3 separate regions of the Mus musculus genome follow, and all the other regions are linked to region 1. A link is a contact called in public HiChIP or PLAC-seq data. All regions are on one chromosome and are shown on one strand. Each heading gives the region's core, a stretch centred on a gene start, on an enhancer-like site or on the middle of the called end of the contact. The rest is flanking DNA. Distances are from core to core; before and after follow the strand shown. Region 1 overlaps Syn2 (synapsin II). Region 2 has its middle 18 kb from the start of Gm36301. Region 3 overlaps Pparg (peroxisome proliferator activated receptor gamma).

Region 1 (4,232 bases), core at 1,000-3,499:
AGCGCCTGAGTGTAATTCTCAGTTAGGCTAGGAATTTGGTTCACAACTACCTACAACTCCAGCTCCAGGGAGATCTCAGGCTTTTGGCTTCTCTGGTCATCTGCACTCACATATATCCACACCCCCTCCCCCCATTAAAAATAATAAAAGTAAAAAATAACTTAAAAATTAAAAAAAAAAAAGACTGGACTTGAGAGGAGGCGGCAGGTGAATCTCTGAATTAAGGCTAGCCTGGTCTACAGGGTAACTTCCAGGCCAACCAAGGCTGCAGAGTCTCTCTTAATAAAATTAAGTTACATTAAAATTTAAAAGTTCACAAGAGTATAATGAGATTTTTCATTCTATACCAGCAAAGGTTACTCTATATGTGTGTGTGTGTGTGTGTGTGTGTGTATGTGTGTGTGTCACTAGTGCACACACGCTCACTTGCAAGCTCACCAGCTCACGTGCATGCTCGAACATCTGCACTCACAATATATCATTGCCAGTGGGAAGCCTGGCAGCTGCATCTGTTTCTCCAGGTGTCCACCCTTAACTCTAATTCTTCTACAGCTATAGCCTTAGGTCATTTCAGTTGGGTTTAAATCGCCCTAGAGGACCACTGATCTGGGAGGTGGAGAAAGGCACTTGGCTATTTTGGGAGGAGTCACATGGAAGGCAACTAGGTGATCTTTGAGACAGAGGTGGGATTTATTGTGATGACCTCAGAAATAGCCATTTTTAGGAGTGGACATTTACTTCATCTAATCCTTAAACTCACCCAGAAAAGGGCATTTTGAGACAGAAAAACTAATTGCTTGCAAGGTCAAATCAGTCAATAATTAGCAGAGCCTGGATGCAAACTCAGACTTGATTCAGGCTCTTTTCATTGGCTAACAATATCTTCCCACTTCCTCCTGGCCTATCACCTGCCTCTATACACCTCTCCTTAGAAATGAAACCCATTCTGTTTGTTTCAGGAAGGACAAGTCCTAACCCTAAAGACCCTAAAGACAGTATTAAGGCTCATTCATTTGTCTATGTCACTAACTCCCTTCATGACTGTGGTAAATGTCCAAGGTACCTGGGCCTCAGTTTTCTCATCTGTAAACAGGCAATAAGACTAATTGTTGCTTTCAACTATGAAACTGTAAATGAATTCTTTGTAACCCCCCCCCCCCCTTGCCTACAGGCCTCCGGATCTTGTGGACTCATCCCAGCTCTCCCTTACCTGTGATGGAGGCTTTTCTGACCCGGAGCTAGACATACGCTCCACTGAGACACGTACAGCTTGCTGTCTGTCTTACACTTGCTTAACTCATCTTATTCATCCTCTTTCCATACCTTATCGGACCTTATCTGAATCCCTAACATATTTAAACTCAGAGAATTCCTATTCATGAATGAGAGAGAACATATAATTTAATTCCTCCATGAGAGACAGTAGTTTGTTTCCATGTTTGATTGGTTCCATGTTGGGTTCCCCCACTCCCGTGTTGCAACCAATATTCTTTTGCTTGTTTCCTTGTGGATATGAAGTCTCTATAGAAGTATCCAGAAATGAGATTCCCGAAGCTCAGCTAGGCACTGGATGTTGGAAATGATCCCCCACAGTGGTAGTGCCCATACAGGCTCCCACTAGCGATGTGTATGTGTAGAGTTTTCCTACATTCTCATTGATAACTATCAAGCTGAGTTTTCCAAGCTGACACGGTGACTGCATTCCTTAAGACAGTACACATCTCTCCTATTGGCTGTGGACTTTGTGAGTGCAGAAACCTTCGTTAGCTCAGTTTTATGATCTTCCCATGAAATTTGTTGAGCTTAGTAAATACACAATAAAGAATTATCAACAAGTACATAATGGACAGAATTTATTCACTTTGATCCAGGAGATGGGAAGCCCCGTGAAGACAGATGAATCTTTCTGTTTACTTATCTGGGCTGAGAACTGTCAGAGGAAGCCCCATAAGCTAGAGTAGATCTGATCTGCAAGACAGGCAGAGTTGGCCTACAGACCAAAAGCTTTTGGCCCAAGTTTTTTCACACTACTCACTGGGTGTTTGACTATTGTGAGGTACTACTTTCCAAGTCTCTGGAACCATCTTAATTAAGTACCAAGAGGTTTACTTCTCAATGGCCCCACCCCTGGTCCAGATTACTAGAGTCTAGGTAGAATCCCTGTGTTCCTTGGACTAGGGTACTGCATGACTATGGTAAACGCCTTCCCTTTCTGTCACCCCAACAGTCCCTCCCGGGTGACTCATTTTCTAAATAAGCTACTTGTGGTTTGGGTTTGACATCACATGTGGAAGAATGAGTAACATTTTAGGAGTCAGAATTATATTTGATCAGAATAAGACCCACAGTGCATGTTACTCATAGTTTTAAGCCAAGGGGTCAACACTGGTAATTTGTCCCCCAAGCTCTCATCCAGCCAAGTTTGTGTATACTGTATTATATGATCACACTATGAAAATTTGAGAAAATGATTTCTTATAGACCATGCAAGATTAAATAAAATACAGCAAAGTGATGAGGGGCATGTGTTCTACTGTACTGTGGCTTGGCTTGCTCACTGTAGTGTGCATTCACATGTGTGTGAACACACGTGGAAGTCTGAGGTTGACTCTAGATGTCCTTGATTGCTCACCACCTTCTAGTTTGAGACTGGGTCTCTGGCTGAATGTAGAACTCACTGTCTCAGCTAGTAGTTTGCTCCGGAGACTCCCTGTCTGTGCCTCCCACACACTAGGTTTACAGACAGGCTCCCATACCCACCTGGCTGTTTTCTCGGTGAGTCTGAGGATCCAAACTTTGTTCTTCATACTTGTGCAGCAGGTACTTTACCTGAGGAACCATATTCTGACCCCCAATTATTTGGGTTTAAATCTTACTTGTACAACTTGACCAACTGGATAACCTTAAACAAGTAATTGGGGTTTTCTTCAATTTCTTCATGTGTAAAATTATAATAGTACTTATCCCATAGGAGATCAATAAGTTGCTTTAAGTGCTTAGAATTATGCTTAGTAAGCTCTGGATATGTTAGTAAACATGTCTTTGACTCCATCACGACGTCTACACATAGGGTAAACGCTCAATCCATGTCACTAAAGAAGCACGTTGTGTTGCGGTGTATTTGGAACCAGAGGGAGAGAAGCATGGATAAGTGGAAGACTCTTGTCAGTAAAGAGCTTCAGAACAGGCTACCTCAAAATATGCCACGCTGGGCACGCTGATTATTTTGAGCCAAAGGCAGTGGGCACTGAGAGGTACAGGGGGAGTTCTCTGCTCTCCCTTTGTGCCTGAAACAGGACCTAAAACTCTCATGAAGAAGATGTTCCCTCACCAACCTATACAATAAGAACATTTTTACAACCAGAGACTAGAGATTAACATGGAAATGCGTTTATACAAACAAAATCTTAAGATGTGTGACCGTCTCCTTCACCATTTTCCCATGTGCATCCTAATTCCTTTCCCACAGTTCACTAGCTTTACACCAGACCCCTTTGTAGTGTCACATCTTCAAGTTGTCATTCTTCGAATCTTCACTTTCCTTATAAAGACACACAAGTAGGTATAAAAACAGAATGCATATGCAGGCCTGGGCAGGCAGAGGTATAGTGTTTGCCTCGCATGAGTGAGACTCTGAGACCCTGGGTTCCAACCTCAGCAGAAAGAGAGGGGAGGCAGATTGATTGATTCTCCCTATTGCCCTTCGTTTAGCTCTCTGTAGGTGTGTGTACTGTGCAAGGAAGGATGGAGTGATAGCACTCATCAGGTGCCATTCAATGGGAGATTGTGGGGATCCTACTTCTCCCCTTACCTGTCTCAGTCCTCAGACCCTAAAAACACAGGATAAATGTGACTCAGAAAAGAGACCTGGTACCAGAGAAATTCATTCTCTGCCCTCCTGGAATCCCTGCTCATGACCATGAGCAGAGACAGAAATTGGTGTCAGACAGTGACATTTCAAGGGGTGTTGACTTGTTGAGTTTATATCACATGGTATCTATCACACGCAGGGAATTACATAGCTAAGATGTTTACACACTGACTGTTTTTCCTCAAACATATGCAAATGTGGAACTTATCCTCAGAGAACCATGAAGAAGTTGTCGGAGTAAAATCCCTCAGAGCCCACCCAGCCGCAGGCCTTTAGGATGCCTGAACTACGTACGACAGCTGTAGGACCAAATTCATCAGAACGGGTTGCTTCTTTTGTTGGCTGTACCTTGTGGGCTTTA
Region 2 (4,232 bases), core at 1,079-3,578, 220 kb before region 1:
ACCCAGGACTTCAATATCTCCAAGAGAGAACACCTGGCCCAGCCCACAAGTCATTTCCACTTTGGAAGTAGCTGCCCTGAGGCCTGACTCTGACATGGTTGAGGTTGGGTAGACAGCAGCCCTAAGCAGAGTCATAGCACTTCTGAGGCTCTCTGGGCCCTTTCTCTTCCCAGCATCCCATGGAACTCCTAGACAGCCTTGTAGGAGGACCTTAACTGCCATCCCATGGACAAGAACACAGGGCCCAGATTTTCAGGATAGAAAAGGGTGGGAGGGAGATCGCAGGGACACAGCGCAAGCTACTGAGTGTCAGTCGCTGCAGACCTAGGTTTGGACCCTGGCTTAGGTCCAGGGCCACAGGTGGAGGTGATCAAATGGAGACATGGGCCAATAGGGAGAAGGGACTTAAGAAGAAAAGGACTCTGCCCTTGGGCCTTGCCACCTTTGCGGTTATAAAACTCTAGAAGGTAAGGTGTATTCTGAGAAGTATTCCTTACAGTGACCAGATAGAGTAAAGATTTATGAAGGAGGCAGGACAAGGCACATCCTCTCTGTGGTGCATGTGTCTAGGTATGAGAGGCGCTGGATGGGACTTCCTGTATCTGGGGTGAGGACCATCCATGGAGGCCTCTAACCCTCCACCCTGGGGGTCATTGGCCCTGCCAATTTGAAGGGTTGTCAGTGTTACCGATCCAGAAGACTAAGTTCCAGTCTTAGCGTCATTGCTTACATGCCTTTGAAGAACTTTGAAATGGATACAGTCCTCACTGTTGAAATGGGTTGACACATGTCTCTGTCTGGGATGACTTAAGAACTGGCAGCTGGTTGGGAGTAACTTCTCCAATGGCCCCAGCACAAAAATAGTGCCTGATAAATATTTGGAGAATCTTTTCAGGGATAAAAAGAAAATAAGAAAAAAAAAATGTGTCAAGCTGCCTGTCGACTTCAGTGGGGGAGATGGGGCCTGGAGAGTCAAGATGGCTCCTCTACTGCCCTTTACTGTGGTTGATGCGTGGTTGGCAGTACTTTCTCCCATGACCCTCCTGTATCTTCCAGCTCATCGCACCCTGAAGATCCAGATTCCCATTGCATCCCATAGCGATTTAGACACCTGACCTGGGGTCCTGCAGGTAATCTTTTCCCAGGAGGTGAAGCACCACCACACAGCTTGTGTGACCAAGTCAAAACTTGATCATTGTCTTCTGCACTCCCCAAGACTGTTCCCACATCTGTCTGTTCCCTCTGTTTCTATGACCAAAGCCATCCCCTCCCACCGCTGCTACCACTTGTGGTCTTCCCATCACCCTTGTCTTCCCAGTGGCTGGCCAAGGGATCTCAAGTCGAGTATCAGCTATGCTACTTTCTAGCTTGGAAGGTCGGATCTCGGATGTTCCCCCAAAGCCTCACGTGTTAAGGTCTGGTTTCCAGGGTGATGGCTCAAGGAGGACGACAGGGGAACTTTGAGAAGCAGGACCTTGGAGGCCTTAGGTCATCATGTGTATTCCTGAGGGGACTATAGATAGGGCCTCAGCTTGCTCCTCTCATTGTTTTCTGGTTTGCAATATAGCCACCACTGTGCACAACCTCATCACAGCCCCAAGCAATGTGACCAACCAGCCATGGATTTGAAAGCCCTGAACCTGAGCCAGAACAAACCTTTCCCTTTACAGATGTGACTTTCTCAGGAAAGCAAGCATAGCTGCTGAAGGTCTTCTATGGCTTCCCACTCTCCCTAGGATGAGCTCCAGCCTCACTGGTCTGGTTTGCCGAGCTCTCTTAGCCTGATTGATTTTGTTCTGCTGCTCTGACTCGCTTCTTCCAAGTGCCCTAGGCTTAGTGAAACAGAAACACTGCTTTCCCCATATGCCTTTGCACACGAGCCCCTCACCTAGCGTTTCTTTCTTTCTTGTTTCATAAATCCTCCTTTGAGACTTGGTCTCCAATGTCACCTCCTCTGTGAAGCCAAGTTGACTTTCTTCCCCACTTTCACGGGACTGGAAAGCCCATAGCTCAGCCTGCCTGGGAAATTTCAAATAATCCCTTCTGATATTAGGTGGCAGCTGACACCAGCTGGAAGATGAGGTTATCTTCACTTGCAATCTGTCCCCAGCACTAACCCTTGGGGTGGGGGTGGGGAGCAGAGTGGGCAGTGCTGGCCCTGCTTTACCTCCGTGCCTCCTCACTGTGACCCCCGGGGGTAGCTGTGCATTCCTTAAGCTACATAAGAAGAGTCCCAGGAAGGTTCCAGAAGTCCTGCCCAAGGTCATCCGGCCTCACCCACCCTGCCTCCAGCCCTCTGGCTTCCTCTGCTTGCCAGGCTGTCCTGTGGCTGCCAGCTTCTGTGTTTATCTCCATGAAAGTGAGTTCCTTGGTGGCCTGAGTCACACCAGCCTTATCTCTGTGTCCCTAGAGGCTGAGGAGAGCTGGGGACAGGCAAGGCCAGTGAATATTTACTGACACTGGGCTCTCCTTTTTCCTTGTCCTGCTTCTGCTGACCTCAGGTCACCCCCACCCCCCACCCCCCACCTTCCTCTCCCCAAGCTCTGCTCTTTAATGGTAGCTGTGCTTGGCTAGAAGAGACTCTCACCCGTGTGACATTCAGCAACTCAAGTCTTTTCTTTAAAGGCCGATAGGGCTCGTGTTTCTTAGAGTGGGGTGCACAGCCCTGTCCTAGGGGCATATGAAGCCATAAGAGGAAGGGAACACCCCATTTTGGGAAGAGCTTTTCTTTTTGGAAGTCCTTGGACTCAAGTGAGACATATTTGGCTTTCAAAGGACAATTTAAGTGTGATTTTGAAACTTAAAAACAACAACAACAACAAAATAAAAAAAATGATAGTCAACTCTTAGTATCCATGGTTTCCACATAAGTGAACTCAAACAATTTTGCATATAATATTAGGGAAAATTGTGTCTGTATTAAGCGTGGGCAGACTTGGGTCATTGTTTCCCAAACCGATGTGGCACCTGTTTACACAGCACCTTTGCTGGGTTGAGTATTTTAACTCAGACATAGTTTTGAACTTACAGAAGGGTGTACGGTGGTCCTATGCAGATACTGTGCTGTCTTACACATCTGTCCCCCGCATCCGTGGCTTTCGGGGCTGGAGCCCAGGCCTGTGTGTTGGTTTTCTTCCTGGCATGTCCTACACATTCATTGCCACCTGTCTCCCTGGGCGGTGCCTCCGCAGACTGTTTCCTTTCTGACCTTCTCCGGGCCCTGCTTCTGGCTTTAGCATCTCTCTGCCCAGAAGCCCCTGCAAGGCTGAAGCGTCTTGGAGGTCTGCGGTCCTCCCTCACCTCCCAGCACTCCTTGATCCCCGTCCTCTGCTGGCTTCTCTGAGCCCTGCCTTCACTCTGCATGTGACCTCTGCGTTAGGGGCTCCTCTGCCTTAGATACCCTTGCCGTGTGCTCCTGGCTGTGTCCTGACCCCAAAACACTGCCTTGCTAAGCTTGAGCCAGGACTCAGGAGGTGGAAGGCAGTTGAGGAGCAAAGACTGCGCGTGGTGTTTGAGAGAATAGTCACCCTCATCAGGCAACAGAGCAAGGAGAAAACCTTGGCTAGCATCTTGTCAGTAGGAGGCAGCTCCTTAAAAAAAAATAGTCCCCCTTCATCAGCAGCTGTCCCACCCCGGGAGCCCTGGGAGGCCTGGCCATAGTGCAGCTTTTCCAAGGCATGTTGCCCACCACTGTGGCAGCAGCGGCAGCGTCGTCGATAACACGGGCTCCTTGGAGGCATAACGTGGGCTCCTCAGAGGCCTGCCTGGAGCTGGCCCATCTGGCAGGCAGGGTGGCCAGGGACCCCAGGCCGAGCTGCCAGCAACTGACTCAGCACAACGCCCTTCTCTAAGCAGTTTGGCTTCGGGTGGGAACCAACCAGCCATCCGGTGTCCCCTCCCCTGCCCTTGGAGGCAGCCAACTCACTCAGGTTGGAGCGGCCCCAGGCCCTTAATGAGCGCAGGCTGCAGCCTGGCCCAGGCCTGGGTGGCTCTGAGTTGAGAACACATGCTCAGGCAGCGAAGGACGTGGGCCTCTGATGGACAGCCAGAGTTCTGTCCTCTGGCCTGCCTCCCTGGGAGGCCTGAAATTTTGGGATGTCAAGGCCAGAAGACAGAACAACTTTTTAGATGTGCAGATAGAGAAACTGAGGCACAGAGAGGAATCAGCTTGCTTGCGACTGCAGCAGGTACACAACCTTGCCAGCATTCAAATGTAATTGATTCCTGCCCCC
Region 3 (4,232 bases), core at 739-3,238, 160 kb before region 1:
GAGTATGTTAAAGTTATTTTTAAACTGTATATAAAATGAATATATTAATGTACTTTTCTTATACCTGGGACAGCATATCCCTAACTTTCTAAAACACTCTTTTCACAGGGAAGAGCTCAGTTGTTGCCTTTTGCCCTTCCATTACACAAGGCTTGATCTGTGGCTGGACTACAGGAACAGCACTAGATTAGGGCTTGGTAGGGACAGACCTCACTAACCCGTAACTTTGCTTTTCCTTTTGTAGTCCTGGGAATAAAGAGCCTATTCAAGTGACCCCATGCCTTTGATGCACAATTTCTACAGTGCTAATATATTAATATGCTTAATATTACAGCATTAGTCCATGGGTCAAGTGATATACATATATAGTCTATCAAGCCTTTCTTGTTTAAGAGATTGTATAGCACGATGAAAAACACACTAGAGAAATCAGAAGATGTAGGTCCTAGTACTGGCTCATCATTCACTGTCTTGCTGCGATACCTTGGATAAGTCCTTTCAAAAACAAAACAAAACAAAACAAAACAAACAAAAAAACCCCCAAAAAACCTCTGCAAGATCCACTGAGATGCCTCAAAGACTCATTTTGGGGAAGGGGAAGTGGGATAGAGTAATGCTGCTTTTATTAGCTTTTCTCAGATTTTCAAATGTTATATTACTTGAAGAATGAGTTCTGCCAAAACAACTCCCCACAACTTTATCTTTAAATTCTTAGAGTGAGTTTGTAACAGGAAATAGAATAGGCAAAATTGCAGAAAACTCTAGGATGGTTTTTTTAAATTTAATTTTTACCTTGCATCCTTCACAAGCATGAACTCCATAGTGGAAGCCTGATGCTTTATCCCCACAGACTCGGCACTCAATGGCCATGAGGGAGTTAGAAGGTTCTTCATGAGGCCTGTTGTAGAGCTGGGTCTTTTCAGAATAATAAGGTGGAGATGCAGGTTCTACTTTGATCGCACCTGTGCATGGGAAAATTTGAGAAGATGGTTATCTCATGACAAACAATCTTAAAGAGGAACTGTGGCTTTCCATGGTGGCCTTCATATTTTCATGCCATAACTTTACTGTCTCAGAAGAGGCGCTGGGGAACATGAAGAAACGTTGGTGCTCAGATAGGAAAAGTAAGACTTTGTCATCTCAGGCAAGTCACAACACCCCAGAACCTCACCTGCACAAATAAAGCGGGAAGGGAATTAAAAGCCAGAGAATTAAGTGTGCTTCCCCCCCCCCCCCCCAAACTTCCCGCTGCTTTCCACAGACATTGCACAGGGTTTGGATAAGTGACGCTTACTTGGCTAGGCAATGGGCTGCATCTGGCATCCATTCTGCTATTATGGGTTTTATTGAAAAGGTGAATTTTAGAAATAGTTTTAAACTTTTCTTGCAAAAGAAATACAGAAGGAACATGGGCAAGAAAATGCCATGGTGAGCCTAGCCCGAGGTGCCAGGTTATCAACAGGGTTGAGTCTGAGGTGGTTTGTAAAGTGATCTTTGATAGAGAGTGGGAGCAACCTGTGTGAGGCAAGTACTGCGTTTGCCCGTGGCTCAGACCTATTGAATTTCCGTATTAGGCTCTAACCCTGAGCCACACAGATAAATACCCACGTATACTTTCTATCTAAAGAAAACAACTAGAAATTACAGGAAGTTCTTACTTATTATCAAGTAATGCTTGCCAGTGACACAGGGGTGACTCTGGAAAACCAGCACATCAGCCCACAAGATAAAAATCAAGGAAACAGCACCACAGAAATGATACTTTATCTCAAAAAGTTTGGTTCTGGTTTTCTTGAGGCTGATGTTTTATGTTAATTTACTTAATGTCATGATGATCTGTCAGTCAGCCACAATGTTCAAATGTAAGTTTATGCCCCAAACTAGGGTTTGAGGTAAATTTTACAAATTACAGCTTAGAAAGAAAGCCTAACTGTAATAGTAACTTAGCTATGATGAGTCATGTAAGTTGACCTACAGCTATGACTTACTGAAAAGAAGCTGGGAGAATTCAAAGTTTACATGATGGACTGTCAGCCTAAGACAAAACTGGCAATGTAGTCATCCTAGAAAATGTTCCAAAGATGGAAACAAGAAAGGAAAGAAAGGAGAAGATAGACGTGTGTGTGTGTGTGTGTGTGTGTGTGTGTGTGTGTGTGTGTGTGTGTAAGTTTGGGAACATTGGAGGGAGAAGAAGAAAGGGGGTTAGGTTGGGAACATTGTTGTGCTGTCTTATCTTGGCCTCCCACAGACATCTAGAACTTCAAGCGTAGTGGATAAACTGAGTAAAGATGCCTTCTTGTCAGAGTGCTAATCTCAGGAGCATTTATTCAATGGTTATTAAAAAACTGTCTAACTCCAATCCTAGTAGTTTGAAAAGTAAACATACTTTGGTATTCTTGGAGCTTCAGGTCATATTTGTAATCAGCAACCATTGGGTCAGCTCTTGTGAATGGAATGTCTTCATAGTGTGGAGCAGAAATGCTGGAGAAATCAACTGTGGTAAAGGGCTTGATGTCAAAGGAATGCGAGTGGTCTTCCATCACGGAGAGGTCCACAGAGCTGATTCCGAAGTTGGTGGGCCAGAATGGCATCTCTGTGTCAACCATGGTAATTTCTGAAGTGGAAAAAAAAGAACAGGATATGAGTCAAGTTCTGGAGGGCAGAGCAGTCCTCATAGACATAGAGAGGAGCTGAATGAGTTTAATAAAGCATTTCACTCAGACTTCCCTATGGGGGTGAGTGCACTACTGCCTTTCTAGTACCACCCAGGTAAGAAGGAAGTCAGCCTTTACCTGAGTTTCTGTATTGAGAGAACTTAAGATCTGCTTCATTAGCAAATTTCAACTATATGATACAGTATTTCTAACTATAATCATCTTGCTGTCTATCAGGACTCCAAAGTGTTATGGAAACCCTGGCCAGTCTTCCCTACGCCTAGGCCTTGGCAACTAGCAAGAGTATGTGGCATCTGGTTTCCTGAGTCTAGTTTGTTTTCCTTAGTACAATGTTCCTTTGGGTCATCTATATTGCTACAAGAAACAGAAGTTTTTCCTTTTTAAAGGCCATAGAGTATTTCACTGTATGTATGTGTGTGTGTGTGCATACATGTTCATGTGTGTGCATTCTGCATATGTGTGTATATATACTATGGGTTTTTTTTTTTACTTGTTTGAGTATGCATGCCTGTGTATACATGTGCATTCTGCATGTGTGTGTCTGTTCATACCACAGAGCTTTTTGTTTACTTTTACTTGTTTATATGTCTTAGATTCTCATGTTGATTTCATATCTTGGCTATAGTGAATAGTGTCATAATAAACATGGGAGCATAGAAGCTTTGACATAGTAATTTTTAGTTCCCTGGCCATATTTCTAGTGGTAGGGCTGCTAATCACATGGAAATTCCACTTTTGATTTTTTGAGAATCTCCACTTGCTTTCTATAATGGCTGCACAGTGTATAGTATACTTCACTAGAGATGTTTCTGTTGCTCCATATCCTCTCTTCTCTTCATGGACTAGCTATTCTAACAGACGTGGAATAGTATATTTTTGCTGTAGTTTTGATTTGCTTTTCTCTGGGGATTAGTGATATTGAACATTTTTTTTCATGTACCTTTTCACCATTTCTATGTTTTCTTTTTAGAAATAGCTACGAATAGCCTTTGTGCATTGTTTTGGACTGAGATCTTTGGTGTTTTGATACTGATTTGCATTCCTCTTGAGTGTGTATTCATGTGTGTGTGTGTGTATGTGTGTGTGTGTTGTGCATATGGAGGTGTTATCCTCAAGAACATCCTTCACACCCTTTGATATATATATATATACTCTGTCTCCTTTCGGCCCCTCTCTCCCTTGGTCCTTTTTTTGCCTCTAGTTCTTAGATGCTTGGATTTAAAGTGTGTGCCACCATGCCTGGAAAATATATATTTATTTTATGTATATGATTGTTTGCCAACATGTATGTATATGTACCATGTGCATGCTTGGTGCCTATAGAGGCCAGAAGAATATGTCAGATCCCCTGGAACTGGAGTTACTGACAGTTATGAACTGCCATTTAAGTGCTGGGAACTGAACCAGGGACCTCTGGAAGAGCAGCAAGGGTCCATTTTTCTAAGTATGATTTACTACCATAGTAAGTAAAACAAAACTCTGACTTATTTAGGTCCCAAGTACTGAATATCAACTGTGAGTCACTGGTGAGTATAGATTATAAATCTTTATGCAATT

What was found. HiChIP or PLAC-seq counts read pairs in DNA pulled down with a chosen protein or histone mark.
Region 2: a FOXA1 HiChIP or PLAC-seq map of pancreatic cancer cells shows a contact between it and region 1. The contact joins two enhancer-like sites. A contact is called at or near these places in 1 of 15 datasets of contacts at CTCF or cohesin (the NIH/3T3 cell line), 2 of 484 Hi-C or Micro-C datasets (the HL-1 cell line and muscle stem cells), 5 of 115 datasets of contacts at active chromatin or transcription factors (CD8 T cells, a colorectal cancer cell line, embryonic stem cells and 2 more) and 1 of 9 other capture datasets (embryonic stem cells).
Region 3: a CTCF HiChIP or PLAC-seq map of the NIH/3T3 cell line shows a contact between it and region 1, with 8 read pairs. The contact joins two enhancer-like sites. A contact is called at or near these places in 1 of 15 datasets of contacts at CTCF or cohesin (the NIH/3T3 cell line), 5 of 484 Hi-C or Micro-C datasets (cerebral cortex, cortical neurons, nephron progenitors and 2 more), 2 of 115 datasets of contacts at active chromatin or transcription factors (the NIH/3T3 cell line and cardiomyocytes) and 1 of 9 other capture datasets (adipose tissue).

The regions. Positions count from the first base shown.
Region 1 is chr6:115,282,353-115,286,584 of GRCm38.p6, reverse strand. It overlaps Syn2 (synapsin II), which reads right to left. Exons shown (of 13, transcript NM_001111015.1): 13 at 3,959-4,232. Among named protein-coding and RNA genes, the nearest start is that of Timp4, 32 kb to the right of the region's middle. Within about 2 kb of position 2,249, at least 60 of the 459 cell types and tissues checked have an H3K27ac peak or open chromatin away from gene starts, as enhancers often do. A contact at or near this core is called in the HL-1 cell line, the NIH/3T3 cell line, muscle stem cells and 1 more, where this site is marked.
Region 2 is chr6:115,499,372-115,503,603 of GRCm38.p6, reverse strand. No RefSeq gene overlaps it. Among named protein-coding and RNA genes, the nearest start is that of Gm36301, 18 kb to the left of the region's middle. Within about 2 kb of position 2,328, at least 43 of the 459 cell types and tissues checked have an H3K27ac peak or open chromatin away from gene starts, as enhancers often do. A contact at or near this core is called in the HL-1 cell line, muscle stem cells and pancreatic cancer cells, where this site is marked.
Region 3 is chr6:115,438,222-115,442,453 of GRCm38.p6, reverse strand. It overlaps Pparg (peroxisome proliferator activated receptor gamma), which reads right to left. Exons shown (of 8, transcript NM_001308354.1): 3 at 2,387-2,614; 4 at 793-962. The coding sequence starts at 2,606. Among named protein-coding and RNA genes, the nearest start is that of Pparg, 78 kb to the right of the region's middle. Within about 2 kb of position 1,988, at least 17 of the 459 cell types and tissues checked have an H3K27ac peak or open chromatin away from gene starts, as enhancers often do. A contact at or near this core is called in the NIH/3T3 cell line, where this site is marked.